Linked DNA regions of Nomascus leucogenys: region 2 is linked to region 1. Evidence: chromatin contacts called from public Hi-C data. All regions are on one chromosome and are shown on one strand. The core of a region is the stretch at or near the end of the contact, and the rest is flanking DNA. Distances in the headings are between cores, read along the strand shown.

Region 1 (3,663 bases), core at 978-3,477:
AGCCCACTCACCCCAGCAAATTTGGGTGGCTGGGATAGAAACCTCTCTGAGATTTTGGGCAGGAGAGGAGGAAAATAGCATGAAACAGGCAGGGGTGTTGGTGCTGCTCAGACTAGATGAAGCCAAACATTTATTTATTAATGCTTTTTTTACTTTTTTGAGACACGCTGTCGCTCTTTCACTTAGGCTGGGGTGCGGTGGGTTGATCAGGGCTTACTCTAGCCTTTAACTCTTAGGCTCAGGTGATCCTCCCACCTCAACCTCCAAGCTGGGACTATAGCAGCACGCCACCATGCCTGGCTAATTTTTTATTTTTTGTAGAGATAAGGTCCCACTATGTTACCTAGGCTGGTCTTGAACTCCTGGGCTCAAGTGATACTCCCGCCTCAGCCTCCCAAAGTGCTGGGATTACAGTGTGAGTCACTGTGCCTGGCCTGAAGCTAAACGTTTAAAAAATAAGAATTAAAATGCAGCCACAGTGAAATGGGAAGGGGCTGCTTTTACAGGTGCTGAACTTTCTGGCAATAGAAGCATTTAATGGGAGGTCCCCTTTTTCCTAGGACCTCAAAGCTGGAGCACCAGGGATGTTGCCTTGACCTTCCCATGTGTGGATCTCTGCTTGAACACACCAAGTACAGGACACCCTGTTTAGTGGCTAAACGTGGGAATCGCACCAGCTTTACTCCCAACTTGCTGGGCAATCTTTGGGAGTTGCTGACCTTCTCTGTGTCTCATCAGCAAAACAGGGAGAACACCAGCTCTCCCAACATGGGCTGAGGACTAAATGAGCTGATGAGCCCAGATTTGAACACGGATCTGCAAGGTTCTGTCCTCTGAGCCATCCTCACCCCTGCCCTTAAGGACCAGGGGCCTCTGGACACCGTCAGCTTGCCCACCTGTCCAGGATTTGCACCGCACCTGCTCTGTGCCAAATGCTGGGCACTGGGGACAAACCAGGTGAGGTGTGGACCATGACCTGTGTTGTCACTGATTGGGGGACTTTCTGGCAGAGTGGACAGTGTAGTGGGCTGAGAGACAGGATGGCCAGTGGAGGCTGAGCTCTCAGAGGCGGCAGCAGCTGATGGGGACCACGCAATGGGAAGGACGGAGGCCCTGGGATAGTCTGGGGTGAACTTCCAGGCAGAAGCAACAGCAGGTGCAAAGGCCCTTAGCTAGGAAGGAAACTTTGGGTTGGGGGAATAGCTTGCAGGCGCTCTGAGAGAGGTTGGCAGCCAGGTGGCAGGGAGGCAGTCCGGTCAGGTGGTCTTGGGACAGTTTAGGGTCTCTGGCCTTCACCAGTGAGGTGCTGCCTGGAGGCTTCTGCAGAGGAAGGCGGCTCTCACTTCCATCTTCCTGGGGCCCCTCTGGCTGCTGAGGGTGGATGGGTGGAAGAGCATCTTTCAGGGAAGTGGAGGCAGGGCTGGAGCAGTTGAACATCTGACTGGGCCGAGGGTCCAGGGACTGGCATGGAACAGGGCTGGGTGGGTGAGGCCCCCTGGCAGACCCCAGCTTGCCTCTGTTTCCCTCTGTACTGGGGCCTCCTGCGTGAACCAGCACTGGTTTTTCCAGTAACTGGAGCCACAAGCCTCCCTAGGAAGGGCTGACCCATAACAGGACGTCCTCAAGGTCCCCAAGAGCTAGAGGCTGAGATGCCGCCCTCCCCTGGGCGGGCCTCGCAGCCTGGAGGCACGGGGTGGTGCAGCTCACTTGGGCAGGCCCGATCCACAGGCCTCCCCGCTCTACTGAGCACCGCGTGTCCCGTGGGCTCCCTACCCGTCCTGATAACACGGGGGTCCGGGGGCCTCGAAGCCGGTCTGACCCCAAGTACCCGGGCCGGGTGACTGCTGTCTTGTCGCCCCAGCCCATCCCCTCAGCCAGCCCACCTGGCGGCACGGGACCCAGCGCCAGTAGTCGACTTAGAGGGAAACTGAGAACTCCAGAAGTTTCGTGAACTCCCTGGCCTCGTCCGCATCCCGCCTTCTGCCTCCTCACTCTGGCTTCAAAACTGCCCCTCCGACGCCCGCCTGCCCCAGGCCGACCTGACCTAGGCGCCCGCCAGGCACAGGAGCCAAGGTCAGCCTCCGAGGACGCCCGCGCGGCCACAGCCGCCTCCTCCCAGCCCAGGAACGGCCTCGGGGGGCGGCGGGCGCGCGGCCGCGGCGTGGGGAGCGCTCCCATTGGGCCGTGCCCCCACGTGACCCAGCGGCTCCGGCGCGCGCCCTAAGGCTGTGGAGCCGCGGCCGCGCCTGTGCGCGAGGGCGCGCGCGTCCCGAGCCCTCCACCCGTGGTGCCGGCGCCGCCTGGACCGCCAGGTCAGTCTCCTCCGCGCCCGCTCGGGGCGGGGGCGCGCGGCGCTTTGTGGAGGCGCGTGGGGGGCCGTCCGCGCGCGAGCCCGCCGCCCGCTCCGGGCACGGCTTCGGGGCCGCGCAGCCGGGAGGGCCGCCGCCTTCCCCCCTGCCCGCGCGTCCCGGGACCCTGCGCCTGGCTGCCGATCCGGCGGGAACGTGGGCCTGGAGGCTGCCACGTGCCGGGGCCGAGCCTTGGGAGGCCGCTGTTTCCCCAGGCGAGCCACAGGACACCCATGGCTGGAAGGGAGTGACCCGCTCCCGTTTCTGGGTGCGCGGGAGACCTCCTACCCTGAGTTCATCCTGCCCAGGGTCCTGCCCAGGATCTGGCTCTGCCCCCATTCACGGCTCAGTTTCCTGAGCTGCACAGTTTGGGGGGCTGGAACCCCACAGCCTTCCGTGCCTCCAGGGCAGGTCGTACATGTCAGTGGAGGTCACGGGGAAGCAGAGCGTCAGGTCTCAGGCCGGGTGGAGTCCGCCTCAGACCATACTAGTGTTGGGACTCGGGCGGCGCCTCAGCCCTCCAAGCACACCCCGGTAGAATCAGGTCAGCAGCCTTGATCCACGTGCCTCAGGAATTAAACGGGTGACTCCTGACACGCCCCTGGGCAGCTGGTGGCCCAGGGGTGGGGTGGTGGCATGCTTAGCTCCAAGTGGGCAGAGCAGTTTCACCCTGCCGGTTCCCGGAGGGAAGCCCTTTATGAGGGAGGCTTCCCTGGCCCTCTCTGATAGCGGCTCCAAGGGCAGCGTGAGGTCCAGGCTAGCTGGTCACAGCGTGTGCCCGGGCACCCTCAGCCAAGGCAGAAAGGCACGTGCTGCACCCCCCCCTCTGCCTGCGGGCTCTGGGGTGTGCCCCGCACACGATGGTGGGTGTTGGGCATTCACCTAGTCTGTGGACCCTGGGGGCCCTGCTCCCAGGATGGAGCAGTGTCCTCGGCTGCAGACCAGAGGAGGTCACTGAACACAGGGTGCCTGTGACCTTGCACCGACAGAAGCCTCCTGGCAGCCCTGTGCAGAGCCGTGCTTCACAGAGTTCCTGCAGTCCTCCCAAGAAGTTCGTTAACCCCATTTCTTAGATGAGGAGACTGAGGCCCAGAAAGGTGGAGCTGGTGCAGCCCCTAGCCTGCAGGGCTAAGCAGAGCCTTGTTGTTCCCATCTGCAACGGGGGCATTGGAGCTGCTGTAAATGGGGGGCCCCAAGCCTGTCACCTGAGTGGAATTAGGCATTGGGGGTCTCCCCATCACCACGCCGGCCCCCCTCACTGTGGTTACTAAGGAGGAGAAGCTGCCCTGTGTAGGAATTCCTGGGCTGTTTCCAA
Region 2 (3,309 bases), core at 733-3,232, 33 kb after region 1:
GGGAGAGGGGGTGGGGTGGGGCGGGGTGGGGATTGGCGATGGGGTGGGGTGGGGAGAGGGGTGGGTTGGGGAGAGGGGATGGGATAGCATGGGGGGATGTGGCAGTGAGGGGGCTGGGCCCTTGGAGCTGCCAGGTGCAGGGGCCTGGAGGACTCTGGGAAGGCGTCCTAGTGCATCAAGCGTGGGCTGTCCTGCTTGGGTCTCCCCTCCTGGCCCCCCTAGAAATGGGCGGACTTGGGCCTACTCTGGGAGGATTCCAGGAACGGCTCCTGCCCAGATATAAATAGACTTCTCCGAAAGGCCTGGGGCTGTGCCAGCTGCAGCAGGTGCCCCCCAGGCCCAGCCAGAGGGCCCCAGGCAAGGGGGTGGAGCCCGGGTGGGGGTGATGAGGATGCTGGGGTCCACCTTTGTAGCCCCAGAGGCATGATGGGCTCTGTCTGGTTGTGGCATCACAGAGCTTCATGGGAACTTTCACTCTGAGACCCCTTTTATGGATAAGAAAACTGAGGCTGGGGTGGCAGGAGCAGCTTACCCCAGAGGTCCTTTCTCCCAGAGGGCTAGGGTTGGGATAAGCAGGGTCTCTGGGGGGCTGCAAGACCCAGCTCCAAATGTGGTTCCTCTGCCTTCTGGCTGTGTGACTCAGAAGGGTTGCTCAGCTTCTCTGAGCTGTTATGGTTTGTCAGTGCAGTGTGGCAGGTGTTAGTGCCTTGCTTGTGGAATGCAGTATCTAGCCTGGTATCCTTAGAAAGTGGCTGAGGTTGGAGATTGGTGGGGTAGAGTCCCTGAAGCTGACCCATTCCTGTCTTGGACCTTCAGGGAGACGCTGCTGGAAGTGGTGAGCTGAGAGCACTGGGCAGGAGTCACAGCCTAGCATCTCCCTGTGGTGCTGGGTGCACCCACGTGGGTGGGTGTCCTTGCCAAGGAGCTCACACCCTTGGGGGTCCATGAGCTGGCAGGCAAGGCTACCTGGCTTGGTGCGCCCTTGGTTGGGGGCTCCCATGGGGCCCTTCAGACTGGTCACAGCCCTCCTGTCCTCGGCTCGCCTGCCTGCTTGCCCACCTGGAGGTGGGAGGAGGCGAGGGTTGCCAGCACAGCTGGGCCAGGCTGATGGTGATGCTGTCTGGAAGTGTGGGTGGGGAGAGCCTGGCGGTGGGAGGGGGGGTCGTGCTCTCAGCTGGGCCCCTTGATGACCTCAGATTGCAGGGACCAGGTTGTTTTGAGAGCTGCAAGCAAGGCCACACCTCCAGGGACCCCGTGCTGGGGGTGCCACCCGTGCGCCTCCACCCTGCTCTGAGGGCCCTGGGTGGCCAGGGTGGGCACAGAGTGGGCGGTGATGCCAGCTGCACCCCTGGGGCTCTTAGTCTGGGGAGCACACGAGTTCCCGGCACAGTGCTCCCGGGAGGCAGAGCCAGGAGTCGCAGGGAGGTGTTTGCTTGAGAGGGTCTGGGAGGGCTTCCTGGAAGACGGGGCATCAGTGCCGAGCCTCGGAGTTTGTGGAGCCCGCCGCCTGGCTGAATCCTGCCTGCCGGTGTTACCTGAGTGTGTTCCTCGTTTCAGTGCCTCAGTTTCCTCACCAGTACGCTAGGGGAGACCAGCGTAGCCAGCCACAGCTGGATCGTGAGGATTAAGTGAGGGGACAGCAGTGTCTGGCACACGGTGGGTGCTGAGTAAATACATGGAGGAGTGCCCGGGCGGTGGGGCTAGTGAGCTGGGCAGGGGGTCTGAACTGGAGGGACTCGGGCGCCCTCCTCCTCAGGGTGCAGGACAGCACCTGCACAGCGGGGCCGCATTTCCATTTCCAAAGCTGGGCGCGCTCCTTCCAGGCCTCCCTACCAGGAGCGCGGCCCGGCGGCTCCTGCCCTCTGGACCCCCAGCCCACAGGCCCGTGCAGCCCCATGAGGGGGCCAGGGGGAGCTCCGAGGTTCTAGGGATGGCGCGCACCGGGAGAGGGCGCTGGGCCGGCCGGCCGGCGGGAGGAAGGAGGGGACCCGGGCGGCAGCGCCCCCGGCCCTCGCCGCGCCCCGCACTTCCCTTTCCTGGCCGGGCTTCCTCTTCCCCGCGCCCGCCCTGCGCGGCCCCTTTGTTTCCCGGGCAGGGCGCGGCTATATTTAGGCGGCAGGTGTGGGAGCCCCCGGCAGCCGGGTCGCCAGCCGGTCACGCCCCCCACGTGACGCCCGGGCGCTATAAATAGCCGCAGGCGGCGGTGGCGGCAGCGCTTGGAGCCGGCTCCGCGGCGGAGGGGTGGCGCCCCGACCCAGGCCCAGCACCGTGGGCACCGCCCGGCCGGCGCGTATGGAGGCGGCGGGACGCCTGCGGCGCGGGTGAGCCTGGCAGGTGGGGACGCTGCGGACCCAGGCCTTCCGGGACCCCAGCCCCGCCGGGGAGGAGGTGGCGCCCTCTGGAGGGCTGGGCGGGAGCCGCGCCCCTTACCACGACCCCACCCGCGTCTGGTTCCCCGGGACTCCCCAGAGCGCCCACCTCAGCCCTGACTGCGGCGCAGCCTTACTTTTCCTGAGACCCACTGAGCCCCGGGCCTCCAGCCTCATCCCCCCAAATCACAGTGGGGGGGCCCTCTCTGAAGTGGGGGCTGGATTCAAACTTTTTCACCTGCTGTGTCATCGGGAAGGAGGGCGGTGGCCTCCCTGAACCTCGATTTCATTTTCTGTACGGGGGTTCCGTGCTGTTCCTGCCTCCTAGACTTGAGCCAGAGAGAACCCAGTTAACTGGACACCTGGTGTGGCCCTGGTGGAGAATGTCCTCCCCTCTTCCTGGCTTGTTTCCTCATCTCGCAAACAGGGACAAGGATGGACTCTCCCTTAAAGGGTCTTGAGAAATAGCTGAGGGCTCTGGGCCTGCTGGTGCGAGGAGGCTGAGCCAGATCTTGGGAAGGGTTCTGCAGGGCTTGGTAGCAGGAGGGAAGGAGGGGCCACGGCTGCCAGTGGGTCCTCGTGCTGTGGGCGGCGGCTTGGTGGGGATGGTAGCGGCTCACGACACAGGGAGGCAGGAGCAACCTGTCGCCATTTCGCAGATGGGAAGCCTGAGGCTTCGGCTTCAGGGAGTTCTTAGTGCCCATCCCTGGGGATCCTTAACCCTTGCTCTCAGGGCCCTACCCGGTGACCTCACTGGGGGCGTGCGGTTAGGGAGGGATGTTCTCCCTTGGGGGACAGCCACCAGGCAGGGCAGAGCCACACAGTGGTGCCGGGACATCATTGCTTTGCTCTCACCTGGGGCGGGGGTAGGGGCTCTAGGCTGCAGAGACAAGTGGGGTGTGTGGCAAGACCCCAGCCGAGCCTGGTCCAGCCTCTCCCT

What was found. A called contact is a pair of places that touch in the nucleus more often than the background predicts.
Region 2: a Hi-C map of a lymphoblastoid cell line shows a contact between it and region 1, with 3 times the contacts expected there. The contact joins the enhancer-like site here to the promoter of PTP4A3 in region 1. A contact is called at or near these places in 2 of 4 Hi-C or Micro-C datasets (a lymphoblastoid cell line and an unstated tissue).

What each region holds. Positions count from the first base shown.
Region 1 is chr16:93,386,346-93,390,008 of Asia_NLE_v1, forward strand. PTP4A3 (protein tyrosine phosphatase type IVA 3) reads left to right here and starts at 2,228. Exons shown (of 6, transcript XM_030795110.1): 1 at 2,228-2,312.
Region 2 is chr16:93,419,394-93,422,702 of Asia_NLE_v1, forward strand. All of the region lies in intron 1 of PTP4A3 (protein tyrosine phosphatase type IVA 3), which reads left to right. Among named protein-coding and RNA genes, the nearest start is that of PTP4A3, 32 kb to the left of the region's middle. Within about 2 kb of position 1,983, the one cell type or tissue checked has an H3K27ac peak away from gene starts, as active enhancers do. A contact at or near this core is called in a lymphoblastoid cell line, where this site is marked.